Regions from separate parts of the Mus musculus genome. Here all the other regions are linked to region 1. The links are chromatin contacts, called in public promoter capture Hi-C maps. All regions are on one chromosome and are shown on one strand. The core of a region is the stretch at or near the end of the contact, and the rest is flanking DNA. Distances in the headings are between cores, read along the strand shown. Region 1 holds the start of Rfesd (Rieske (Fe-S) domain containing). Region 2 holds the start of Mrpl36 (mitochondrial ribosomal protein L36). Region 3 holds the start of Clptm1l (CLPTM1-like). Region 4 holds the start of Tert (telomerase reverse transcriptase). Region 5 holds the start of Trip13 (thyroid hormone receptor interactor 13).

The links. Promoter capture Hi-C pulls out the DNA fragments that hold promoters and counts their contacts.
Region 2: a promoter capture Hi-C map of pre-B cells shows a contact between it and region 1, with 2.8 times the contacts expected there. The contact joins the promoter of Mrpl36 here to the promoter of Rfesd in region 1. A contact is called at or near these places in 2 of 39 promoter capture datasets (liver and pre-B cells), 2 of 484 Hi-C or Micro-C datasets (CD4 T cells and CD8 T cells) and 1 of 9 other capture datasets (liver).
Region 3: a contact with region 1 is called in a promoter capture Hi-C map of pre-B cells, with 2.1 times the contacts expected there. The contact joins the promoter of Clptm1l here to the promoter of Rfesd in region 1. A contact is called at or near these places in 3 of 39 promoter capture datasets (liver and pre-B cells).
Region 4: a contact with region 1 is called in a promoter capture Hi-C map of liver, with 4 times the contacts expected there. The contact joins the promoter of Tert here to the promoter of Rfesd in region 1. A contact is called at or near these places in 3 of 39 promoter capture datasets (liver and pre-B cells).
Region 5: a promoter capture Hi-C map of liver shows a contact between it and region 1, with 5 times the contacts expected there. The contact joins the promoter of Trip13 here to the promoter of Rfesd in region 1. A contact is called at or near these places in 3 of 39 promoter capture datasets (liver and pre-B cells), 1 of 484 Hi-C or Micro-C datasets (CD4 T cells) and 1 of 9 other capture datasets (adipose tissue).

The regions. Positions count from the first base shown.
Region 1 is chr13:76,017,281-76,019,836 of GRCm38.p6, reverse strand. Rfesd (Rieske (Fe-S) domain containing) reads left to right here and starts at 1,275. Exons shown (of 4, transcript NM_178916.5): 1 at 1,275-2,316. It also overlaps the pseudogene Gm4165.
Region 2 is chr13:73,329,745-73,332,300 of GRCm38.p6, reverse strand. It overlaps Mrpl36 (mitochondrial ribosomal protein L36), which reads right to left and starts at 1,292. Exons shown (of 2, transcript NM_053163.1): 1 at 1,210-1,292; 2 at 123-941. The coding sequence starts at 928. The coding sequence ends at 620.
Region 3 is chr13:73,602,738-73,605,293 of GRCm38.p6, reverse strand. Clptm1l (CLPTM1-like) reads right to left here and starts at 1,292. Exons shown (of 17, transcript NM_146047.2): 1 at 895-1,292; 2 at 264-364. The coding sequence starts at 1,056.
Region 4 is chr13:73,625,639-73,628,194 of GRCm38.p6, reverse strand. It overlaps Tert (telomerase reverse transcriptase), which reads right to left and starts at 1,284. Exons shown (of 16, transcript NM_009354.2): 1 at 947-1,284; 2 at 1-844. The coding sequence starts at 1,165. RefSeq lists enhancers at 1,345-1,365, 1,506-1,525 and a promoter at 1,195-2,556.
Region 5 is chr13:73,936,485-73,939,040 of GRCm38.p6, reverse strand. Trip13 (thyroid hormone receptor interactor 13) reads left to right here and starts at 1,274. Exons shown (of 13, transcript NM_027182.2): 1 at 1,274-1,551. The coding sequence starts at 1,460. It overlaps Brd9 (bromodomain containing 9), which reads right to left and starts at 1,213. Exons shown (of 16, transcript NM_001378947.1): 1 at 1,096-1,213; 2 at 393-607; 3 at 44-176. The coding sequence starts at 1,147.

The DNA of each region.
Region 1 (2,556 bases), core at 26-2,525:
AAGAAGAGAAAGGGCCAAGTGATCCAGTTCTAAGCTGATTTTGTTATGAATAAAATCTTGACCTTTCACTCCCTCTGATTGCAGTTGGTCTTTCTGGGAGGGAAAAAATGAAAAGCTTTCAGAAATTAAAAAACAAAAATATATATTGAATCCTTTCTAAGATTTTTACTTCATTGATCTGGTATACTGGGCAAAGTTGCTTTGTTATTGTTTTTTGGTTTTGTTTGTTTTAATTCCTAGGCAGATCTAAAGCCTAGCCAAGATTATGAGCTATTGAATCAAAGGATCATTAATTTTAAAAAATCCTTATTATTCTGTGTGAGCAGGGACATGCATGCTACAGCATAGTTTGTTAAGTCAGTTCCTACATCATTAAATGAGCTCTGGGCTACAACTCAGGCTGTCCCGTTTACAAGCACCCTTACTCCATGAATCATCTTGCTGGCCTCTTTTTTCTTTTTTCTTTTTTTAAAGCAGGGTGTCTGTGCTGCCCAACACTTGGGTTCAAGTGATCAACTTCAGCCCGGGTTGTGGGCTCTATAAGAGCTTGCCACGTGCCAGTTTACAGAGAATGCTTGCAAACCAGTAAGACTCATTTAGCTTGCACCTCTGAGCATAAGTATGGGGAGTTCTTATTGTGTTGCTCTTAATGTAACACTGAAAGAGAAATTGAAAGTGAAAACACACCATCTCCCCTTAAATCTAGTAATTTTTAAAAGCTTTGGTATACACAAATACTTAACCTATTTGTATCTCAAGCAATGAGTTATTTGTGTTAAAGAGAGCATATTACACATGGGAGCCTGTATGGTGTAGTGTATGGAATTGGACCTTTGGGTATACAGTATATGGCTGTAAAGTTTTCCCATGTTCTAGGTATTATTTCGCTTAGGGATGAGATTGCTGAGTGCATTTAAAATTTGGATAAATTTAGAGTGAGTCCGATTATCGTTCTTTGAAAAAAGAAAAGAGAAAGAAAATGATGCACCTACTCATATCCCACAAGAGCTAGAAAAATTCCACAAACAGGACAGCAGCCTGATGGAGGGACGGGAGGGGAGCCAGTACTTCCTAGCACGTGACCCCTGCCCCGCCTCCTCACAAACTCGCGTCGCGCAGGCGCAGGACGCAGGGGCTGCGGGAGCTGGGTGTTGAGGGCGGGGCGAGGACCCCAGCACAGTAAGTTAGGTTCTCGCGGTGCGGGAATTGGGTGAGGGGAGCGGGGCGGAGATTTCTGGCACGCTGCTGCTTCCGGTCGGACACCGCCCGGGCCTGCACTTCCTGCGTCCGCTGGCAGCGGTTCCGAGTCCTCGGGTGTCTGAGCAGGGAGCGTTTGGACCCTCGTGGACTGGCATTGGCAAGAGCCTCAGTGAACTGTTCGCCTTGACAGTTGGGCCACAGCCGGGACCTGCAGCCATTTAAATAGGCTTTTCCGCACTTGTGCCATAAACTATGAAAGCGAATCCTTCTGACGTCCCACGCACCCCAAATATTCTCCTGGGATGGCCGTCGGGACGACTGCTGGTTGCCGTGCTGTCCCTAGCGCCGCTCAATCTAGCAGCTGCGGCCTGTCTTCTTAGCAAATAAAACTGGTTTGAGAACTGCTAAAGCCATGGGGGTGGCTACCAGCCTTGCTGCGCTTCCTGCGGTTGCACCCAGCTGTATAGAGTAGAGGTGCCTTAACGTGGTTGTCCTCTGCACACCCTATGATACAGGCCTCTTAGGAAGCAGTCCGGGATTCAGACGCTGGTGAAACGCCTTGTCATCTTTAATACCAGACATTGGCAGTAATTCGCTCAGCTGCACGGCTTCATTAAATTGGGCAAGTGTTTTACTTTAGATATTTGTGAAGACAATCTTGTACATTAGCATTCCTACATAAACATTCAGAACCATCTTTTCCGATACATGTGTGCACTGCGAATATAAAACTCTCTATACGTTTTTGCCGAACGGTTTTTGTGACTTTCAAGATGATTTTCTTTCAGGCCACATGTTTTTTGTTTTTTGTTTCTTTTCTTTTATAAATCGCTGGCTGCTAGTGACACGAAAGTTACACCAAGCAACATATGAGCTTACAGATATTTAATTTTGTGAGGAGTAATGAACATTTACACGCAAAGTGTCCAAGCGGTAGTGAAATGTAGCTAGTCAAATGTATTTATTATCATCAAACTGCTACTGACTAAAGCATTTCCCTTCCCTGAGCCTAAAAGCCAGGGTGTCACCCTGGAGATAAGCACTGTGATAATTTGTGGGCCAGGTCCCCACTCTAAGAGTCCCTGAGTCATTGCTCAAGAGGAGTGACACATGAGTGTGAGTACCTTTAATTTCATGTCTTTTGTCTTCAGTGACTTTATACTTGAATGAATTATCTACATTAGAAAGGTGTTTAAAACTGTCGGGGCCATCCACTTATCTAAAACAAATAGTTTTATATGGAATTCTCACTTTAAGAAATCTAATTTTAGGGATCTACGAACAACAAAACAGTTTTTATTTTTAAAGACAATGGTAGAACAGAACATTTTTTATTTTTATTTTTTTTTGTCAAAA
Region 2 (2,556 bases), core at 43-2,542, 2.7 Mb after region 1:
TGGTGTCCTAGCACTCCCTGCAGAAGCCAGCATGCTCTGTTACCTTCTTTGAACTGAAAATGTACTAACCTCCTTCTGAAAGCATTAGTTTGGTGGTAATAAAGAACACTACTACTCCAGAGTGTAAGAACAGTCATGACAAATATTTTTAATTGGTATCCAAAAGACATTTCTATGTAAACAAGGTTTTCCTTGAGTAAAGACTGGGATAGTTGCTACACAAGAACATCGTTTGTTCTTAAATTGGGATTGTTGCACACCCCACAAGAGCTTTTTGGCTCAGGCAGCCTCTTAAAGCACTTACAATCTGCTGCATATGGTAACAAATGGCAGAGGCAGGAGTTTCTCTCCAAGTTTCAGGTCAACCAGGGTTACCGAGCCAGACTTTGTCTCAAGAGATAAAGCTGGCTCTGTATTCCTGCTTCATACACAGCTACTGTAACAATCCTTCTCCATCGGCAGCTCTGGTCTGATTAGATGTGAAGGAATTGGGCTATGATGTGGGGAAAGGGGGGTTCAACAAAGCCCTAAGGCCCATGGATCTTACAGAATGCTTAATGTTTATTTTTCTCTGATAAGGTGAAATGAATTTTCCATGGACACTGCTTGAAGACAAGGGCTACATTTGTCGCTGTTTATGCTTGGGGTTGGTCTTACAGAGGATAAACCAGCGCCCACGCCTCTTCACCTTGTAGCAGTCTTTACAGCGCTTCTTGATGACACCTTTGGTTTTGAAGCCCAGCGAGGGCAGCAGGGTCGGCAAGGGACGGCCACAGAGAACTGAGCGCACCTCTGCGCAGGGTTTGGCGCGTGGCAATGTCCCCAGCAGGAACGAGGAGAAGACTCGGGGCTTCACCGCGAGGCGACTCAGGTGCAGGAACGGGTCCACCACCGAAGCCACCACGCTCCGTACAAGCAGTGCGGCCATGCCGAGCCCAGACCTGGGGGAAGAGAAGCGTGGTCATCCTGTGCTGCACGTCTGCCAGTCCCTAGGCCCTCCCCTATCAAGGTTACTTGGCATCAGAGGTCAGAGCACACATGCCAGGGTTGCACTCTGGGCTCCGCGTCTCCATGTGCCCAGGCCTGCGCACTCCGGAGAAGCCGCAGATTCCGGAGGCTCACTCACGCCGGCCAGGGACCCCGCCCGCACTCCCGGCCAGCAGCTCTGGCACCACCTCTGCCTGCCCCCATGAAACCTGGGACCCACACCTGGGAAGGGGTGCCACCGGCGGAGAAGTCCTTAATCAACTTCGGGCGCCGGTTAGCGAAGCTTCCGCGTCTGCGCAGTGGAGTGGGACGCCACCGCCAGGAAGAAAGATGGCGTAAGGTCACGTGGGATGACGTGTGCTGTGCAGAGGACGACTAAGGAGCAGATAAAGCCTTCCTTGTCTCAGTATTCTTTATCCAGAATCCTGCACTCTAAGCTCTGCCTCTGCAGATGCTGGGACCAAGACCGGTGCCCATGGGAGAAGAAAAAAAAAAAAGACAGAAAAAGCAGGCTTTGACTGTAAAAGAAACTGCAAACAGTGAATATATTGGAAACAAAACAAAACCCAACATTCAGACAAAATGTACAGGTCATATGTTTACATTAAGAGACGTTCTGGCAGACATGGGAAAGGCCAGAGGAGCAAGTGCAGACACTGCTCTAGTTAAGTCCCTACCCGCGAACTAGGAAAAGCAACAAGGAACGTGGAAAGACCAACATACACCATTACTGATTTCTACAGTTAATTTCCATATATATACATGTATATATGTATATATGTGTGCGTACAGGTAATTCCTATATATAGGGCTTCTACAGTTAATTCATATACATTGGATTTCAGGTGGTTCGTAAATCTACCCATCTTATTTTTATGTATAGCAAAGTAGGTTGTCATTAAGGCTAATGTAGTTCTCTCTAACTCCCAGTCTCACCCTTCACACTAAGCACCCATAGGAATACCTTGAGTTCCAGCCAATAGATGACTGTGAGCATTCACTTCTGTATTTGCCAGAACACAGGGCCCCTAATGAAGGAGCTAGAGAAAGTACCCAAGGAGCTAAAGGGGTTGACAACCCTATAGGAGGAACAACAATATGAACTAACCAGTAAACACCGCCCCCCCCCCCCAGCTGTGTCTCTGGTTGCATATGTAGCAGAGGATGACCTAGTCGGCCATCAATGGGAGGAGAGGCCCTTGGTCTTTCTTTGGGGATTATATGCCCTAGTTCAGGGCAATGCCAGGGCCAGGAAGTGGGAGTGGGTGGGTTGGGGAGGGGGGAGGGAGGAGGGTATAGGGGACTTTGGGGGATAGCATTTGAAATGTAAATGAAGAAAATATCTAATAAAAATGCCTAAAAAAAAAAAAAAAAAAGAAAGAAAGAAAGAAAAGGAAAAAAGGACTCCAGAGTTCTAGCAATTAAAAAAAATAATGTGGGTCAGAGAGATGGCCTGGGAGTCACAAGTGCTTTCCATGCAAGTCTGTAGACCTCAGTTCAGTCCCCAGAACTCACATGGAAAAAGAGACTGGCTTCCTCCAACTTCCACATGTGCTCTGTGGCACCTGT
Region 3 (2,556 bases), core at 43-2,542, 2.4 Mb after region 1:
TTGTAAGTAACAAGTGAACTAACTACTCTTACTAGGTAGGCCAATGTATCATTCCTTGGGAGACTACATGGGCTGTAGTAAACCACGCTGCCCTTAGATTGCAGTAAAAGCTACTTGCTAAGTGACAAACACCTGTTACTTTCAGCTTGACTGTTTACACAGACCCTAGACAGGAGTGCTTCTATAGGATGTCCTCACTCTACATACAATGCTATCCATGACATCCTGGAACCCATCTCTGGCAATCTGTCCCACATCCACACCTTTCAAATTTGGAATCCACATCAAAGTCTTCCACGTTCAAGATCAGGTCCACATTGTTCTCTGCACCAAGGCTGGACCGTGTGGTGGTGTAAACACTCAGCTGGAAAGAGTGAGCAAGAATGAATAGCCAAAAGGTCCTGATAGAAAACATGTAACTATTGTGAGAGGGTAGCAATCTGAGGGCTACCTCTCAGAGGGTGAGCTTGGGCAAGATGGCCTGTGTGACACTGCTGTGAACAAGGAACCTAACTGTAGAGCTGACCTGTCCGGAATTCCCACTAGAAGCAGGAAGTGACACAGGTGATAAGAGGGCAGAGCTAGCAGCCTGACTCCCATATGGCTGGAGATCTCCTGTTAACTTCCACTGGGGTCCCGTTAGGAAACACGTGTAGGGCAACTGGATCTCAGTTATAATCGGGGTAGGGCAGAGCACCAAGGGGTAACAAGAGAGCAGCAGAGAACAGAGAAGTCTCAACTCCAGCTCTCACTGCCACCTAACCAGAACATTGGACAGTGACATCAGTGATAAGGGGCAAAACTGGTAGCCCGAAACCCTCTGACCAGTGCCAGTAGGGGGTGGGTGGTAGCACCCGGCCGGGAGGCGCCTTCTTAGGGCTCCCGGACGCTCACCTGCAGTTTGGGCCGCAGGGCCAGATAGGGCTGGATGCAGTTGGAGTCACCCGAGCACGGACGGGTATAGACGATACCGTACATGACCCAGCAGGTATGCACCACGTACACCAGGAACACGCCCACCACCAAGCTGGTAAAAGAGCTGCGGCCGCTCCACATGGCGCCGCAACCTGCGGGCCGAGCGCCGCCGCCGCCCGCCGCTCACGGGAGAGCCGCTGCGCGCCACCGCCACCGCCGCGGGGAAACCAACGCGCCTCGCGCGGGCCGCCGGCCGCCCCGCATGCTCCCGATAACCCACACCCGGCGCTGGGGGATTGGCCGGATTTGCCGGCCACCGCTTCCGGGAACCGAGCAGCTGGCGGAAGTGGACGCGCACGGCCCTCTGGGAGCCAGACGCTCCGCCACGCACTCGCAACCTCACGACGACCGCACGACCGGCGCGCGCGCGTGACGTCAGCCTCTTGCGCCGTACTCCCGGCATGCCTGTGGGAGCCCAGGTCCGCCACCAACCTTGGCGGCACCCGGTTCTTGGAAATTTTTTCTTTGCGTTGCTCTTCTTAAGGCCCTGTGCAGCCTTACGGCGGCGCCCCAGGATGATGGCGGGGACGACCCTGATCCTGGCTCTTCAAAGTCTAGGGGAGCGTCCAAAAGTTAAGAAAACACGGAGGAGACTCAGGAAACTCAAATACCGATTTCTCGGGTGTGAGGTTACTGTGTTGATAACATGCAGTTCAAGATGGCCAGAAAAGGTCAAAAAGAGTTTTTACAGGTCACTTGCCCCTTTTGTCAGAAGAATAAGTTCCTTTGCGGTAATATAAATCTTAATCCTGGCTAACATGCAAAGGTAGGTTATATCTCAAGAAGATCTTTTTCCCGGACTTCCCATTACTCATTCAGATAAAACCATCTGGGTTCTTAAATTTATTTATTCACTTTACATCCCGATGTCAGCCCCTACTCTCCTCTTATCCTCTCCCCTGTCCCCTCTCCCCTTCTCATCTCAGAAGGGGGTAGGCCACTCAGATAAACCATCGGAGTCCATTAATTGTTCACTTTACGTCCTGATGCCAGCCCCTACTCTCTTCCCTACTCCCTCTCCCCTTCTCTGAGAAGGGGAGGCTCCACTGGGTACCAACCCACCCCTGGCACATCAAGTCACTGCAGGACTGGCCACATTCTCTCCCACTGAGGCCAGACAAGGCAGCCTAGTTAGGGGAACGGGATCCACAGGTAGGCAACACTGGGACAGACCCGGGTCCATTTGTTGGGGAACTTGAATGAAGACCAAGCTGCACATCTGCTATATATGTGTTGGGGTGGGGTGTAGGTCCAGTCCATGTATGCTCTTTGGTTGGTGGTTTAGTCTTTGGGAGACCCCCAAGGGCCCAGGTTAGTTGACTCTGTTGGTCTTGTGGACTCCTGTCCCCCCCAGATCTCAATTCTTGCTCCAACTTTTCTATAAGACTCCCCAAGCTCTGTCTAATGTTTAGCTGTGGGTCTCTGTATCTGTTTCAGTCAGCTGCTGGGTAGAGCCTCTTAAGAGGACAGTTATGCTAGGCTCCTCTCTGCAAGAATAACAGAGTATCAGGTTCTTCTGGCCTTCATTTTAATCTTCTTAAATATTTCTTGGTTTAGGGTATACACAGTTTCTAGAGTGAA
Region 4 (2,556 bases), core at 35-2,534, 2.4 Mb after region 1:
GGTTGCTGAGTAGGAATGAGGGGTTTAGACGCTCTTGGCCATCTCCCCTGGAGTAAAGGAAATGTCTGGTCTCAATAAATGGCCTGAGCTGAAAGGCATTTTGGCGGGGTGGTGACAGCAGAGATGTGGAGCTGGGCTTGTGTTTACAGCACACCGACCCAGAGAGACTCAGGTCAGACACCTTTCCTTTAGAAGACAAATCTTTCTCTGCAGTAGGCACCTCGGGGGACCGAGCAGGACTTGGCACCCATGATTTGCCTGATGGGGTTGGTAGCACCTGCCTGTGGGGTCCCTCCTCCACTCTCGGGACAGGATAGCATCTGGCCTTCTTAGCTGAAGGCACACTTGTACTGGTGAGACTCAGATGCCTCTTTGTACCTCGAGATGGCAAGGCCAGGGGTTTCGGTGCTTCCTGGCGACTACTGCTCTTGATCTGTTGTAAGAACCTAAGGTTAGTGAAATTCCTGCCCACGGGTCGGGTGGGCCTGTAACTAGCGGACACAGAGGGCCAGATATCCGTGGTGGCACAAATTTGGTACAGGGGAGACCCACACACCTGGTAGGCACAGCTGGGGGGCACCAGAAGATAAAGAGCACAGTGTGCCAGCAGGTAGACCAGCAGGTCGTCGCCCACTCGGCTCAACAGTAGCATCCATGCACCACTGACACGCAGGGTCTCAATAACAGTGTTGGGCAAGTAGCTACGCACGCTACTAGTGAAGGCCATGGGAGGCCCGCCTCTGGCCTCGTTAAGCAGCTCAAAGCCAAAAGCCAGCACGTTTCTCTCGTTGCGCTCGCAGAGTCTCTGCACAACCCTGGCCACCAGCTCTTTCAGGGATGACACCTGGTAAGGAGAAGAGGGTCTTGACACATGAGCTAGACGCACTATCCCACGTCCTCCCGGCTTTCCGCCCCTGACCCATGGGGATCCCGCCTGGAGGCCCACCTGGTGGAAGGAAAGGTCGGCAGGTGGAGGCTGTGAGCCCCAGTGCATGCACACTAGGCATTGGGCAACCAAAGTGCGGTAGATCTTCGGGTCCCCGGGTTGCACAAGCCGCCTGCCCTCGGGCCCCAGGCGCCGCACAAAGGTTGCCAGCGGCCACACCTCCCGGTATCGGCTGCGCAGCAGAGAGCGCACCGCGGGGCAACGAGGAGCGCGGGTCATTGTGCTCAAGGCCGGGATGGGCCTCCCACGTGCGGGAACCAAGATGCAAGGGTGTGCTTAGAAAACAGCCAGGACCCAGGCCACTGAGAGTCCACGACGAAAAAGATGAGGCTGGGAACGGAGGAAGGGGCGGGATTCAGGCGGACCAAGCGTTGTAGCGGAAGGGGCGGGGTCGCAGCAATAGTACTTTTCCGTTGATGGTCACAATGCTGGTGCATGAGGACCAGGTGTGTTCCCCGGCCAAGTTCAGTGGTTGCTGGATGTGTTGGAGTAACGAAAGGGGGCGCACTCATGCAGGATTTCCCTCTACAGAATGCTTCTCGGGCTTCCTTTTCGCCCTGAGCTGGGAATCCCCAGGTGGTCTAGACTGGGGCGAGGTTTGGGCAAGCAAAGAAGCCTATCCTTGATGTATTGAAGGTTAGGTAGGCGGAGGGACCTAAGGTTTTGCCTGTTCCTGAGCTGACTGCTCCAGCCTGCTGTGGTTGACACAGACAGTGAGGTGGGTGGTGGCAATCTCAGTTCTTAATGATTACAGCTGAAATTCTACTATATAGGTTAAGGCTTTATTGTGGTGCGACCATACACTCAGATCCCAAATATGTTCCGTAAACACCCACCACCAAAGGAAGGGGACTAGGTAAAAGCCCTGCGTTAGCTTTTTTCACTGTTCCAGTGGCCTTCACCTCAGAGTCCAGAGCATCATCTCAACTCACGCACCCATAGCAAGGCCAGGGCCATTGGGTGAGGGCGCTTGCCTGTGCACACAGCCAAAGCGGCGACCTCGACCTTAGGATGGCAGCTCTGCTAGGTTGGCAACTGTGATAGTACTTGCACGTGTGAGGCGGGGGTAGGATAGGGGTGGGGGTTGTTGTTGGGGCATATGTAATGACACGACTCTGAGCCATAGTTAGAGAGGGGCTGCTGAATTTTGAATCTCTGGGAAATAGGGAATCTGTGATCTCTACTGTAGCTGAGTTTGGCAAACACTGAAATGCTAACAAATATAACCTTTGGTGCCTTCAGCTTTCTGAGGAAATTGCTTCTATCCACCGACCTAGCATTTGAACAGGCGCGTTTTCATATTTACTCCCTTATAGGAGGTCTGCCGCCTTGTAAATGCTCAGGATTACAGGAGCTATTTTAGAAGTCCGTTTAGTGGACATCAGTCTTTTTGAGGGGTTTGTTTGAGATTTGCTTAGTTCTGCTACTTAGGAGATATGGGCCTGAACTGAGAAATTTATGCCAACAATGAAGCTACCTTAGTGTAGTTCCCCAAAGAAACCAGCATAGAAAACAGTCTCAAAAATAAGAATATCGCGGGGCATGGTGGTGCACACTTGTAAGCTACCTTAGTGTAGTTCCCCAAAGAAACCAGCATAGAAAACAGTCTC
Region 5 (2,556 bases), core at 25-2,524, 2.1 Mb after region 1:
TATAGACAAGGTAGGAAACTCATGTTTGGGGACAGGGTCTTGCCTGGCTGTGTTCGGCAGGCTCTCACTGGTCGGTCTGGGGGTGGCTCCACCTCCACCTTCTTTCCAGGGTCGAAAGCATCAGCCTCCCCCTCTGAGTCGCAGTGTTCCTTCTCCCGTTTCCGTTTCTTCTCTTCCTGTAAGTATGGAAGAATAGAGGGCACAGAACAGCCAGAACCCTTTTAGACTGGTAATGCAGGCTCCGCACACGTCTGCGCATTCCCCAGACTGGGAAGAAGAGCCACTCCTGACACCTGACAGGCATCACCTGAAGATGCCCTGGAAGCCCAGAACTGCAGCAACGGTATAGCCAGGCGTGATTAGGGACCCATCTTAGGCCATTGAACCTTTACCTTCCGCTTCCTCCTCTCCTCCTCATCGAGGTGCTTCTCCTTCTCTGACTTTTTCTTCTTCTTTTTCTTCTTTTCTCTGTGTCTCTCCCGTTCGTGGTCTGAGCGATCGTCGTAGTAGCTGGAGTCGTGGCCAGATCCTGAGAGCTCTGTCACTTCACTTCCTCCCACCTTGAGCACCAGCTTCAGAGGCTTCTCCAGTGGCGTGTCTGTATAATCTGCACACAGACCGTACGTAGGTCAAGCTTGCAAAATACTGAGTAGAAATACTGCACCCCTGTGGGTGTGAATCTAGACAGCAAGGAGTTGTCAAAACCACAGACTATGTAATCTCAAACTGACAGATTGGTGTTCAATCCTCTCTTTCAAACCACAAAATCACCACTGAGGATATTCCGAGGGTACAACAACCCGACCTGAGACCCAGGACCCCAATTCCTTCACGGAAGCCCTCTTTTTGCTGCGGGTCTTCCTGGTGTCAGAGAGGAGGTACATAGTGGCTACAGGACCCAAAAAAGAAGCCTATAGCCTCTTCGCAGCAGATTCCCTTTTTCAGCTCTAACCCCGCCCCTCCTACGATTGTCCACTACCTGGCTCTAAGCTCCTCCTTCTCACGGGACCCCGCCCAGCACAGACCACGCCCTTCCCCTGGAACGCCTTCCCCTGCCCGTATCGGCAACCTAGACCCCGCCCGTGGGATCCGCACCTTCGTAGGACGAGCGCCATTCCGCCTTGTGCTTCTTGTGCTTTTTGCCCATGGCTGAGATAGCACGGGATCCGGTGAGAAGCGGCTGCCGGTAGCTCGACCTGCGCCAGTCGGAAGTAGCGCCTTCGCCACCGCCAAGTGCTTCCGGGTCAGGGTGGGGCGGTGCGCAGCGCGCGGCAGATTCGAAGCTCGGTGGGGCGGGGCGGGTTGCAAAGCGCCGAGCGGCTCGGGCGGCGGAAGTGGATTTGGCCGGCCCTTAGCCAAGGTGGATCCTCCTACATCGGAGAAGGCTGTCGCACAGGGCGCAGGGAGGCGACCGCGGCCTCACTCCGGCGGCATTCCCTCGGCTCCCGGCGGCGGCGCCATGGACGAGGCGGTGGGCGACCTGAAGCAAGCGCTTCCCTGTGTTGCCGAATCGCCCGCGGTCCATGTGGAGGTTCTGCAGCGCAGCGGAAGGTGAGCGTATATACGGAGTCCGACCACGCGGGGCGCGACCTGATCCGACCCCACCACGCGTGACTCCGAGTGGCACGACCTTACCCCAACTCTTAGGATTCCACCCCACAGCGTCCCACCCCTCAGTACGGCCCCACTTCGCACGACCTGAACAGCCTGACATGAACCCACCTAGTATGACCCAGCACACCTCCACCCCACTTCAGTTGACCCTAACAGCATGATCCGACTTTGCCCTCCATCCCACCACACATTACTCTTGAGTTTCACCTCTCACATTGCCGCATATCCCATCCAGACCCTACCACCATCCCAGACTATCTGGCAGGACCCCACAGCTCTCAACTGACTGGCCTATGGAGCACAGCCTAACGATGAGCTCCATGTAATAGGACCTGCTAAGCGACAGAAGTGATCTCCAGTCAATTAGGGGTGCAAGGAAGTGCAGTGTCAGTAGAGCAAGTATTTAATTTGCAAAGCCAGAATCCAGTGGCAAATTTCCTGTTACAAAGATTATGTACGTACTCCAGGTTAGACCCTACAGCTATGCATTTTCAGGTTTTCCTTAAAAGGGCTGCTAACATGGATTGAATGCTCATAATGTTTCAGGCTTGTCTCAAACACTGAATTTTTATTAATTTTCATAGTAGTGTGTGAAGAACTAGTGGCACCTCCTTTTTCTAATTAGCCTGAGGGTGGCTGATGGTATGACTGCAGGCCTGGGACCCTACAGTTGATCCTAAGACAGTACACTGCCAAGCCCCATCTTGACTAATGACTTTCTTGTATATGTCTGAGGTCTGAGGGAGGGAAGGTGTGTGTCTGTGTGTGTGTGTGTGTGTGTGTGTGTGTGTGTGTGTGTGTGTCTGAGTGTCTGTGTTTGAAACAAGTTCTTCTGTCTCAGCTTGCATGCTGAAATTACAGCCAGACCTAGCTATACTTTAGTGGGGTTTTTTTTGTTTTTTTGTTTGTTTTTGTCGTTTTTGTTTGTTTGTTTTTTGGTTT